Regions from separate parts of the Mus musculus genome. Here region 1 is linked to region 2. Evidence: chromatin contacts called from public Hi-C data. All regions are on one chromosome and are shown on one strand. The core of a region is the stretch at or near the end of the contact, and the rest is flanking DNA. Distances in the headings are between cores, read along the strand shown. Region 1 has its middle 63 kb from the start of Slc7a14. Region 2 holds the start of Slc7a14 (solute carrier family 7 (cationic amino acid transporter, y+ system), member 14).

The links. A called contact is a pair of places that touch in the nucleus more often than the background predicts.
Region 1: a Hi-C map of the N1E-115 cell line shows a contact between it and region 2, with 1.6 times the contacts expected there. The contact joins the enhancer-like site here to the promoter of Slc7a14 in region 2. A contact is called at or near these places in 3 of 39 promoter capture datasets (the 3T3-L1 cell line and embryonic stem cells), 2 of 484 Hi-C or Micro-C datasets (the N1E-115 cell line and nephron progenitors), 1 of 115 datasets of contacts at active chromatin or transcription factors (embryonic stem cells) and 1 of 9 other capture datasets (liver).

Annotation. Positions count from the first base shown.
Region 1 is chr3:31,370,301-31,376,317 of GRCm38.p6, reverse strand. No RefSeq gene overlaps it. Among named protein-coding and RNA genes, the nearest start is that of Slc7a14, 63 kb to the right of the region's middle. Within about 2 kb of position 2,012, at least 5 of the 459 cell types and tissues checked have an H3K27ac peak or open chromatin away from gene starts, as enhancers often do. A contact at or near this core is called in the N1E-115 cell line, where this site is marked.
Region 2 is chr3:31,308,483-31,314,821 of GRCm38.p6, reverse strand. Slc7a14 (solute carrier family 7 (cationic amino acid transporter, y+ system), member 14) reads left to right here and starts at 4,503. Exons shown (of 8, transcript NM_172861.3): 1 at 4,503-4,651. Gm15496 (a long non-coding RNA gene) reads right to left here. Exons shown (of 3, transcript XR_880740.3): 1 at 5,524-6,339; 2 at 3,783-3,848; 3 at 1-1,081.

The DNA.
Region 1 (6,017 bases), core at 763-3,262, 64 kb before region 2:
TTCTGACCTCTGTCTACCTAATAGTTACGTAGGCAGCAGAGCACAATGTCAACATCACCTCATGTGAAGGGGCAAGGATGTGTGCACTCTAGCCTACTCAAGGTTGAATGGGCTACAATGACAGAGAAGAGTCAGCAGGCAACTGTTTTGCCTCTAGTGGACATTAGGCAGGCTTCTGGATGAGGTCAGAGTAGGGAACAGAAGAATAGAGCCACCATCTCCGGTTGAAATTAAAACATTGGGAGTCAAGTGAAGTCTGAAGAGCTTGTGGTGGTGACTCACTCAGTATGACCTCACAGGAGGCACGGGTTTCTCTGCCTCAGTTTCTTCGTTTGCTAAATGGAAACAGTAAGACTAACAACCTCACATGGCTGCTTCAAGGATGACAGCAGCTGAGTGAGGTATTTGGGACAGTGGCTGACTCACAGGAAGCCTGGTGTGAATTCATTATCCTCACTCAGGATGCTAACCTCTTAAGATTGCTGGGAGCATGTAGTACTGCCACTTGAGGGCCATGGTAGGGAGGGCACCTAGGGCCTGCTAGCTTGTATGCCATCAGCAGTGACAGGTTGCTGTCAGATCTCAATCAGGTTCCAAATTGCCCTCAGCTTCCATCCCGCTCTCTAGTCCCAGGAAGGCAGAGGAGTGGATGTTCCTGCTTGTATAGGAGACTCAGGATGACAGTTCGCCTGTTTGCCATAGAAATAGATGATGAGGAAATCTGGTATCAGAGGGTGATTTGTGGCTGGGCAGGTGAATCAGGCACTGAGGTGGGCGTGTGTATAGAAGTGACAAGCACACTTGTGTATGCTGAGATGCTGTGTCACAATTTCCTGAAAGCTCTACTTGAGTTAAATTGACAAGGAAAAGACTAATTAACTGAATGTGGTAACTCAGACTTGTTAGATCTCAAACCCAGGGCAACAAATGACTGAGGTGCCTATTAAACATATCAGAGTATACTTGGCCACCATGGAAATTGTCTTTTTTTTTAATATTTTTTTATTACGTATTTTTCTCAATTACATTTCCAATGCTATCCCCAAAGTCCCCCCATGCCCTCCCCCCCCCACTCCCCTACCCACCCATTCCCACTTTTTGGCCCTGGTGTTCCCCTGTACTAGGGAATATAAAGTTTGCATGTCCAATGGGCCTCTCTTTCCAGTGATGGCCGACTAGGCCATCTTTTGATACATATGCAGCTAGAGTCAAGAGCTCCGGGGTACTGGTTAGTTCATAATGTTGTTGCACCTACAGGGTTGCAGATCTCTTTAGCTCCTTGGATACTTTCTCTAGCTCCTCTATTGGGAGCCCTGTGATCCATCCAATAGCTGACTGTGAGCATCCACTTATGTGTTTGCTAGGCCCCTGCCTAGTCTCACAAGAGACAGCTATATCAGTGTCCTTTCAGCAAACGCTTGCTAGTGTATGCAAAGGTGTCATCGTTTGGAGGCTAATTATGGGATGGATCCCTGGATATGGCAGTCTCTAGATGGTCCATCCTTTCATCTCAGCTCCAAACTTTGTCTCTGTAACTCCTTCCATGGGTGATTGTTTCCAATTCTAAGAAGGGGCAAAGTGTCCACACTTTAGTCTTCATTCTTCTTCAGTTTCATGTGTTTTACAAATTGTCTTTTATATCTTGGGTATACTGTTTCTGGGCTAATATCCACTTATCAGTGAGTACATATAATTTGAGTTCTTTTGTGATTGTGTTACCTCACTCAGGATGATGCCCTCCAGGTCCAACCATTTGTCTTGATTACACTAATTGATGTAGGAAGACCCAGACCACTGTAGCCAGAAAATTCAATGAGCTTGGGATATGGTCCATAAGGCTGCCAGTGAAGAATGGTCGGACAGGGATGATTTAAGACTTTTGACTGAGTCCTAGAACACATGGGGTCCTGAACAAGGATGCTGATGGGGCTTCAGGGGGAGTAGGGAAGGGCCTGAGAGGAATTTATGTAGGAGGTAATAATCTAATTCATGTAGGAGTTCCACTTCCCTTCTCCCTGCTCTGGAGTAGGTTCTGGCCAACAAGTTTAAGAGCCAAGTCCCTAGAGCCAAAAATGATGATAAGGGATGTGCTGCTTGAAATCAAATCACCTCTGCTCTGACTCAGTTCTGACAGCTGCATGACTGCCTTGTCCCTACTGAGTGCCTCTGTCCTTACTTATGCCTAAGTCTGTCTCAGCAACCTGCCTAGGGACACTCAGGTCTTCTAAGATTAGATCCCTCACCAATTTTTTTCACTTCATCAGAGGTTCCTGAATCTGTCTGCCTGGACATTTGCCTGCCAGTGATCCTGACTAACCCCTCCATCTTTGTGCTGCTGGACCCCCGAGAGTGCTACTGGGAACTGAAGACTCGGATGTTTCCTTCCACCTGCTCTAATGCCCAGTCTACTGCTCCAATCACTTCAAGACCACATCCAGTACCTAGGTCTAGATGAATGTATCATTCTTCCATTTTTTTATCATTAATTTAAAAGATCAAGACACAGTCTCATGTACCCCAGGTTGGCCTCAAATTCATTATATAGCCAAGAATAACTTTGAACTTTGAATTTCCCAGCTTCCACCTCCCGAATGCTAGGATTATAGGTGTGCACTACCATGCCCAGTTTTATATGTTGCTGGATATCAAATCCAGGCACTGTGCATGCTGGATAAAAATTCTGCAGAGATTTTTTCCAGATCCCTTTCTCTCCATTTCTGTTTTTCATTTCCTCATCTTGGAACAAGTGAGATTTTAATTATCTCCATGGTCTGTCACAGGTAAAATATGACCCCCAAATATGATCAACAATAGCAGAGAATATCAGGTCTTACATGACCAAGTCTTGACCCATGGTTGGAGTTATTCTCAGATTAACCCTAATTGCCACATAATTTCTACATTTGAAAAAGGCAAAAATCTTCAAATCACCTTGGTTTTATTCATCGTACCAATAAAACATGCAGTGGGTGCTTGTCAATCTGCTGAACGTCCCATTAATATCCTCATCCCCCAGGGTTCTAATTCCTCCCCGTGTCTACCTTAAGAGCATGCATCCCTCCACTTTCCTCAGTTCTGTAAATAAAGGAAAAACACAGTCACATTCCCCTACCATGGAACCTGCAAAGCAGCTACCTTTAAAGAGGCCAAAACAACAAAGATGCCACTTGAGGACAAATGAGATCATGCCTGGCCCTTGGCCTTGTCTCTTCGAGTTTTGCTCTATTGGTTCTGCACAGAACTAGTTTTGGCTCCTAGCTGGCTGTGATGGCCTAGGCTCAGGGACATTGTGAATATGGGCAAATCACAAGGTCCGGGTCACCATTTTTACGAAAGTCCTTGAAAACAGAAGGTTCTGATTCTCAGGGACCCCCAAGATGAAAAAAGCTTACAGGGCACCCAAGGCAGACCCTCTAATTTACAAATAATAAAACAGGGTCCAAAAAAGGCAAATACTTTCTCTAAGGCTTATACTGTCTCCCGATTCAGTCTGACCTGAAAATTCCATTCTGTGAGCTTCATTTCAGGGCGCCCCTTGCATGTGCATGATGACGTCATCAAGGTTACCCAGCACAGCAGATAGCAGCTATCAGGAACAGAGTTACTGTCTGTCTATAGAGGACTAGGGTCCATGGCTTCCTGAGCTTCATAAGCACCTCTAAGAAGGCAGCTCTCAGAATGGAGAGAGAACCCCGAGGCTTGCTGGCCAGCTAGTGTGGCTGACCCAGTTAGCCCTAGCTTCAGAGTACATGTGCCCATATTAGCTCTAACCCCACAGAGTACACCTTCTCAAAGTGGCCGTATCCCTTAATGGCATGTTAATTCCAACAAAAGCATAGCCTTACCCCAAAGCACTGTACAATCACGAGAGTGTATGCTGGGGCACCTTGCTTCTTAATCAGAGAGGTCTGATAGCAGCCTGAGGTATTGATGGGCTCAGCCATGGTTGGTGCCAACATGACCCCATGCAGGGCTTGAGAATGAGTCAGCTGCAGACTGGTCTTCATTTCTCAAGGTGTCTCCAGTGACTGAGGGCACACCTTGGCCAGAACATACTTGTAAATACTTTCCCTGGCCAACTCTGAATCTTTAAAGGACAGAAAAGCAAAGGCATGGGGGAGCTCAGATCCCATGCAGCTTTTGCTGACTCATAAGGAGAAATCCAGCCATAGTTCTCTGCCATCTGGGTCACACAGGACCCAACACAGCAGAGGCTCCATGTCACACTTCCATTTCTCTATCTGTGATGCACAAACACAGCGTCCCTCTGAACACCATTTGGTGAGCTATCATAACTGTTACCCAAAACATCCTACATTCTGGGTACAACCAACTTCGTTCTTACCCATATGAGTCTTCTGTGATCAAGACCTGATCTGGTGCTGGGTCTGGAGTTCTATTTTTTGGTTCTTTGTTCTGTGGCCCAACATTGCAATCCCAACCAATTCTGAGAAAATTTTGTAAATATCAGTTTCTCTGCCTCCTTGATAACTACTCAACTTGATAACTTAGGCTAAACTTCCACCTCCTAAAAAAAAAAAAACTAAAATTCTTTCAGTTCATACCCATAATGAATCAGGCCTTCCTTGTCCCAGCTAACATCATTTCCATTCTGCCTGTGTATAATTGACAGAGTTTTCTCATGTCTTATTCCGAAGACTTTCTTGTGCAAACAGAAAGAAACTATATTCACCAAACTAAGGTCAGCCAGCTTGTCAAACCAAGACTGTCTTCTCTGAAGTCAAATCAAGACCAACACCATTATAAGGAGAAATCCCAGGTCTAATTGGGCAGAGTGATAAGACACCAGCTTGTCAATATAGCATCTCTTGGTCCCTTATTTCTCCCTGCAGACTTCTAGGTTTGCCAACAGTGAGTGTGCCTTAGTAATAGCAAGGACATCACTCCCATGATATTGGATACTGTCTTAATCACTGTGAAGAGACACCATGACCAAAGCAACTCTTACAAAAGAAGGTATTTAATTGTGGACTTGCTTATAGTTTTAGAGAGTAAGTCCATGATCATTAAGGCTAGAAGCAGATAAGAACAGCATTGGAAAGTAGCTGAGAACATTACATTATATTCCACAGGCTGCAGATGAGAGAGTGAGACATTGGACCTGGTGTGGGTTTTTGAAATCTCAAAGCTCACTCTTAGTGACACACTTCTTCCAAAGAGGCCATACCTCCTAATCCTTCCCAAACAGTTCTACTCTCTGATAAAATATACATTTAAATAAATGATCCTTCAGGGCCATTCTTATTCAAACTACCACAGATGCAGGCCTTTTCATTTAGTCTGTCTTCTTTGTGAATTGGCTCTAATTAATGTACTTCCTGTTGGATTTCAGAATCTTTAATTAATCTGTAGTAAAACAATATTCCCTTTTGCATCAAATACTTGATATATATTGAATTGAATGCGTTGTTATTCCCATACACAAACACAATTTGCATACAGATGTTTGGCCACATTCTGAACATTTCCTTAGAGAAAAAGCCTAAAGTAGGAACTATGAGACAAACCTGGGAAATAGCCTAGACATTCCTTGTCACTGTTGACTTGGGTAATTTGGGCTTTATAAAAGTGCTTCTGACCTTGAACTCATTCTCCCAGAGCAAGTGGGAAGGAACAGCCAGCTCTCAGGTAAAGAGCTTTAAAATTTTGCGTCCGTACAACTAAGTGACAGGCTATGTATCTCAGAAAATCAATAATTCCTGGTACCAAGAATGATGCCATTTAAACACTGGGGAGCTCTTGGTGACCAGACAAGCCATAGTTACTTCAGACTCCCAAGACGGCCTCACTAAGGTAGCGCGCTCATATATGCCTTACCTGCTAAGATTAATGGAGACTTCTGTTTTCACTACCAAACCACATCCCAATTCCTTAGCAATTTACTTAGTTGAAACTGTGAGTGGAAGGAGACAAAGTGGCATCTTTTAAATAGTGTTGAGCTGAGGGCTGGCCTCTGACTGCCAATGAGTGGGTTTTTTTTTTTTTTCAAGCGTGTG
Region 2 (6,339 bases), core at 3,254-5,753:
TTTGTCAATCCATCTGATTATCCTATGAAGAAAATATCGATTTGAGGCCAGTGCATCTTTATCATCTCACCTACAATTGCTAGTACCCATTTTAACAAGAAAATGGACTTAGCTAGCCTCAGATTCTGGGAGAGTCAGAGGTGAACAGGCTGATTATAACAGTATTGTTATATTTTAACTTCAATGGTTATCTTTTGTTCATGACAACCAATACCAGTTTTCTAGATAAGGTAGTGAAGGGAAAATGTTCCAACAGATCAATAGGAAGAACTGTACTTACAGAGAACACGTAGTGACATGTAGTGGCCTTGAACTTTCCTTCCAGGCTAAGGAATCATTACTTTGGCATTTCTGACCTCTGACCTCTTTACCCAGCATCACTCATTAAACAATTTTATATACTCTGAAAGGGCTGAGGGTCAGGACAGTACTCTATTTATTATACATTTGGGGATGAGGTGGGCATGTTCAGAACTTACTTTTGGAATTTAAATATCTAGTATAGAATTTGAAGATTGGTAAATATCCAGTCCAAATGATATCAGGATTATTGATTTCCTTTGTTTAAAACTGTATGTACAGGAAGAGTTGTATTGTACACATCTATTGTACATGTCTATTTAGCATGGATGTGTGTACAGGCAAGTGTACAAGTGGAAACACCAGAAATCAACGCCAGGTGTCTTTCCTAGATAGCTATTTTTTAAATAGTATTCCTCACTGAATCTGGTCTGTCTGCACTGCCCTCTTCCAGTACTGCAGATACAGGTACACACGTGTCATTACCGTGGGTGCTGAAAATCTATACACAGGTCTTTATAGCCATGTAGCAGGCACGTGAGGAGCTGAGCTTTCTCTTCAGGCCAGGGTTATTTTTTTAGCACACCTTCAAGGTGACCTGACATATGTTGAGTTTCAACCGTGCCTTCCTTTTTATCTTCCTCAACCCAGAAGCACTGCTACCCGCCAAAGGGCTCCACATCAGCCTCTGTCTGGCCAGGGCGATATAGTGCCTTGGACTTCTTAGTCTTTGAATCTGTCAGAGGCAAGAGATAAGACCACCATCGAGCTTGGAAATCTTCTAGGGGAAAACAAAAACAAAAGCTTAAGACATTCACCTTCATGAACCAGGAGACAATATCAAATCATTGTCTTAAAGCCTCCGGCCAATCCCTCCCTAGTCGAGCTATCATTCATTAAAGTAGTTCAATCAGAGGGATGTCATTGATGGCCCTGCAGATAAACAGTCCTAGCAAAAGGGTAAGATGTTCTTTGCTCATATTTGTGTGTATCCATTCTCCATCATTAAGCTGAAGAGGGCCCCCAGGACCCTATTCTCATCAGGGTACTGATCTCCACAGCTTCAACACCAGAGATCAGCAATCTGCTCTGCATTATTGATGGCAACATCCTGAGTATCTCAAATATGTATTCAACAAGTTAATCAATATTTCTACATAGTCCATTTGCTGGGACAAGGAAACTAATAAATAATAATATGTGACCTGTCCAGATTTAATTAAAAATATCACCGTTTATTAGTTTGATAGTGTGAAGTATACTGATCCTTACTGTCATGCATGGCTCTAAATATTTGGCACTATTTCCTTTCCAATAATGTCAGGGGCTTCTGATAAGGTTGGTATTCACCAGGAACTTTTCATTAAAGAAGGAGGTGAGAGGGACCTTATCAAGAAATCATGTTAAAGTGTGACTTTGAGTTGCAATCTGTGCAAGATCTGGCCCTTAGTTTCCCTCTCCTGCCCTTTGCTGGGTAAAGCTATCTTGGGCATTCAGAACTGATTTGGCCCTAATCAGAGTCCTACATGATTACTGTAAAGGCATCTCAAATCTTCTAAAATGCATACTTACCCATCTAATTGCTCATAAAGGCATTAATGTTTAAGGTCAAATTAAGTGACCCCATGCTTATTCTTCTATGTGTTTCCTGATAGCATTGCAGGGATGGGTAGTGTCTTAGTCCGGGTTTCTATTCCTGCACAAACATCAGGACCAAGAAGCAGGTTGGAGAGGAAAGGGTTTATTCAGCTTACACTTCCATACTGCTGTTCATCACCAAGGAAGTCATTACTGGAACTCAAGCAGGTCAGAAAGCAGGAGCTGATGCAGAGGCCATGGAGGGATGTTCCTTACTGGCTTGCTTCCCCTGGCTTGCACAGCCTGCTCTCTTATAGAACCAAGACTACCAGCCCAGAGATGGTCCCACCCACAAGGGGCCTTTCCCCCTTGATCACTAATTGAGAAAATGCCTTGCAGCTGGATCTCATGGAGGCATTTCCTCATCTGAAGCTTCTTTCTCTGTGATAACTCCAGCTGTGTCAAGTTGACACATACAACCAACCAGTACAGGTAGGGTGTCAGAGGCAGCACTTCACCTAGACAAATTTTAAAGTAGCATGTGCAGGAACATTGATGGCTCCTGGATCAATGGTTTCCCTAAAAAATATGGAAGGCCTAGATAGATATCTAAAGCTTATTAAGGAAGTGTGCCAGGACTTGGGGTTGGAATTTGCTTAAGGGTAGCAGATTCTCTGGTTTGTGTCAGGGTTGTGCTGGGTTTGTTAGCAGTGGATTAGAAAACAGTTATCACTTTTCCAATATCAGCGAAGGTCTATTCCTGCTCTTGGACTAGGAATGTTTGGGGTTTGGAACTGACTGATCTTTCTTTTTTAATTAATTAATTTATTATATGTAAGTACACTGTAGCTGTCTTCAGACACCCCAGAAGAGGGAGATCAGATCTCATTACAGATGGTTGTGAGCCACCATGTGGTTGCTGAGATTTGAACTCAGGACCTTCAGAAGAGCAGTCAGTGCTCTTAATCTCTGAACCACCTCTCCAGCCCTCCCCCATCTGTTTTTTTAGATTACCAACCTAAACCCTGTTATGCTGAAATACGGCACAAAATTACACCAATTCGTAAATATCCACTGCTGAGATTCTGCCTGGCATCCAAAAGATGGTCCTGGATGAGGAGAGATTAATTTTAAAAGATCCATCTCAGAGGAGTGTGGCACTAATCTCTGAGACCTGCATAGCCCTTGAGTTTCAGGTACACTTGTAAACTTGGGGATTTCTCAGTAGCTGTCCCCTAACAAACCCCAGCTTCCCTCTCCTAAACCCGTAATATACCTGGACTAACACGGGCAACACCTCCTGCTGGCCACAGGTTTATTATGTATTTGTTTATGCTTTACCACTATAGCTTCTCATAGGCTAACGATTAGTTCATCTGAACAACAAAACTGTCTCAGAGAGTAGACATTCTCTGCCCATTTTTAAGATAAAACTCCGAGGCCTCAGGCGATCAGTCAAGGATTACATGTGTCCCCTGAACAGCCTGCTTCAACATCCCAAATTCTGACTCTTTAACCTTACCCTTTTTCTGCAACATCTCACAGCTTTGTGGGCATCCAAAGAAGTCAGAAATACTATGAACAACTAGTTAAAGGCTTAAGTCATAGTGATGGCTCACCAAGGCTCCTGTAGGCTCAAGGGAGTGTTGAGCATGAATGGTGAATGTACCAGGACTGTCCGGGCCATGATTGGACGTACTTAGATGTGAACTTGCCCTACGTGAAAAGACAGCAGCCAGCCAGTAATCTCCCTGAACACAACAAACTTAGTAACTTTTATTTCTCATAGAAGAGGTTTACATGGCATCAGCTCCATTCCACTAACACATACATAAATAACATGCTTCTTGTTTTCTGAAATGTATTATTATTTTAATAGAGGCAAGAGAAAGACTCTCACTTACCGATCTCTGCGTGTGTCTAGCACTGAGTTAGGCAACTTCAAGAGCATGTCAACTCTCTCTACAGTCCTAGGAGATGTTCATTTCACAGACAAGGGAAGAAAAAGCAAGACGTTAAATGCTACAAGTCATAGATTGAAAATCCTTGTAGATCTTCAGAAACCTCAAATCCATGAAATGTTGTGGACTCTAAACTAAGCTGGATCTATTTGAGCTTTTGGTCTTGTCTTCTTTGAGAGCTGAGAGAGAGACTAACCTCCCCATCCCTTGTTTACAGTGACAGTGAGGTGGAGGGGGAAAAGTTAAGAGTACCAAGACCACCTCAAGGAGGTAGTGGGGTAGCTTCCAGCGAGCAGGAAGCAGGCCTGGCTGGGTAGCTGAATCCAGGAGAGGTGGAGCTGTTGGCAGAAGCCAGCCCAAACAGTACAGCGACACTGCAGAGTCCTACCCCACCCTGCCTTCCCAGAGCATAGAACTGCCCGGGCTCCTCTGCTCCAAGCACCAGAAAGGTAGCAGAGGCTGGAGGCCGCACCTGGAAGGCGGGTGAGGTGTAGTGAGTGACAGACCCGGGGGGCGGGGTGGGGGGGCGGGGGGGTGCGGGAAGGGGCGGCGGGAGTGGTGCTAGGACTCGGTAATGGAAAGGGCTGGGTTAGCCACGTGATTACAAGGAGGCGGAGATAGGCAAGCTGGAGAGCAAACTGGCAGGCGCGGGAGGGGTGCGGAGGGGTTTCAATCTGAATAATTGAAGAGCGATTCAGCAACGTCCGCTGTCTCCTGCCTTCCTTTATCACTACCACCGCCCTCATCTCAGCTCTAAGTGCAGACCGCCGGACATTAGCATCCAGTTCAGGCCATCACCTCCAGCCCCTCTGGTGAGTGGATGCCCTCTTCACCACAGTCTGTGCCCCCAGCGCGGCCCCGGGCTTCCCAGCTGGACCCCGGAGACTAAGATGAACCAGGGAGCCCCAGACACCTGCAGGGTGGAAGCGGGAACATGGCGCGGAGGTTGAGGGCGACCTACGGGAAGGGGATCTCTGGAAAGACCAAGGAGCGAGGTCAGGGTCGCGCGGGCTTCCACTGGGAATGGGTCCCCCGGTAGCATCCTCGATGAGGGGACTCGCGGGAGCCGGCAGGCGGAGCGCGGGCTGGCGCAGCCTCCGCTGCGGCGGGAGCGAGAGGCTAAGATGCTGGGGATGACAGTGTGGGCCTCCCAGGTCTCCGCAGTCGCGGGGCCCGTCCTGTCCTCCAAGCCTATCCACGCACCTGACGGGGGCAACTGGGCTCTTGGCCTGGGATTGAGCCCTTGGAAAAAGGAGAGGTGTTTTCCGGGCCGCAGTCCCAGAGGAAGGCGGGGACATGAATCTGTCCTTTAACCAGAGCAAAACTCTTCAAAGGGACTCCAATGGAGCCCTGCGCCCCGACTAGGCTGGTGCGCCACGAGGACCATCTGTCCCCGGCCAAGCGGGAGACCGTGCAGTGAGGAGGATGTGACGGGAGAGCTATCTGGGTAGGTTCCTGCCCGGAGCCCGCGGCTCTCGAGAGGACTCTCGCACGCACTGCTTCGCCTCTTTGGGGCCTTTTTCCCAGCCCCAAAACACATCTCAGTTTCCCACAAATTCTGAGGGCCAGAGTAGGGTGGCGTGGCCCCAAGCCTTCTGTCTCCACTGAGTCACCCTCCTCCCCCGCCAAGTGTGCATTTTACATCATGATCAAACTGTAAGGTAGAAGCTGTCAAATGACTTACAGAAGAAAGATGAGGGAAGGTGGAAGCAGCACAGGCTGTCGTCTCTTCTTGATAGTGATTCCGCTACGTGTGCGAAACTCGGTTCATTGAGAGCTTGAGTTGAGAGACTCAAAGGATGTTCGCCTGCGTGGCAGAGGCAGTAACTGGCCAGAGTAACTAAGGGTTGCAGGGATAATCTGCCTCTGAGAGCTGGGGACAGGTTGAAGAGCTGGCTAGAGTTGGGATGGTGTGCCGCTGTCCGGGGTGCTGAAAGTTGTCTGCTGCGCGGTAAATACCTGGGGACTGGTGGGATCCGTGCTGGCTGGTCAGCTTTCCCTGCAGTTGAGATCTAACACCTAAAGGGCATTGTCTCGTGTTTACCAAGAAAACAAGCGAGTATCCTTTGCTTTCCCAGTTCTCTGCTTTCCCAGACTTTCGTTGGAGGTTCCCAGCATGTCTGGGTAGAAAAACAAGGGGGCCCTGTCATTCCAGGATGTGGCTTGATAACTCTGGATGATGCCCTCGTTCTTCCTGTTCCAAGTCTTCCGGTTCATAGTGTTGAAAAAGCAGTTAGGGATGCTGTCCTGATAAACATTTCTGTAGCTTTTAGGAACCAGAGAACTGTAAGTCTACAGAAAAATAAGTGGATTAATTAAAAGGGAGATGGATTCAGGCTTGCTTTGGGTTATGACTCTCCTCTGTATGCTTCTGTCACCACCGCGTATTTTCTCATCCTCCAAACACAAATTTTAATACACTGTAGGTTTATTTCTTTAGTGTTCCATGGGTGGGATGAAGAATGGGGTGAGGCAATGGGAATGGGGGCGGGGAGAGACT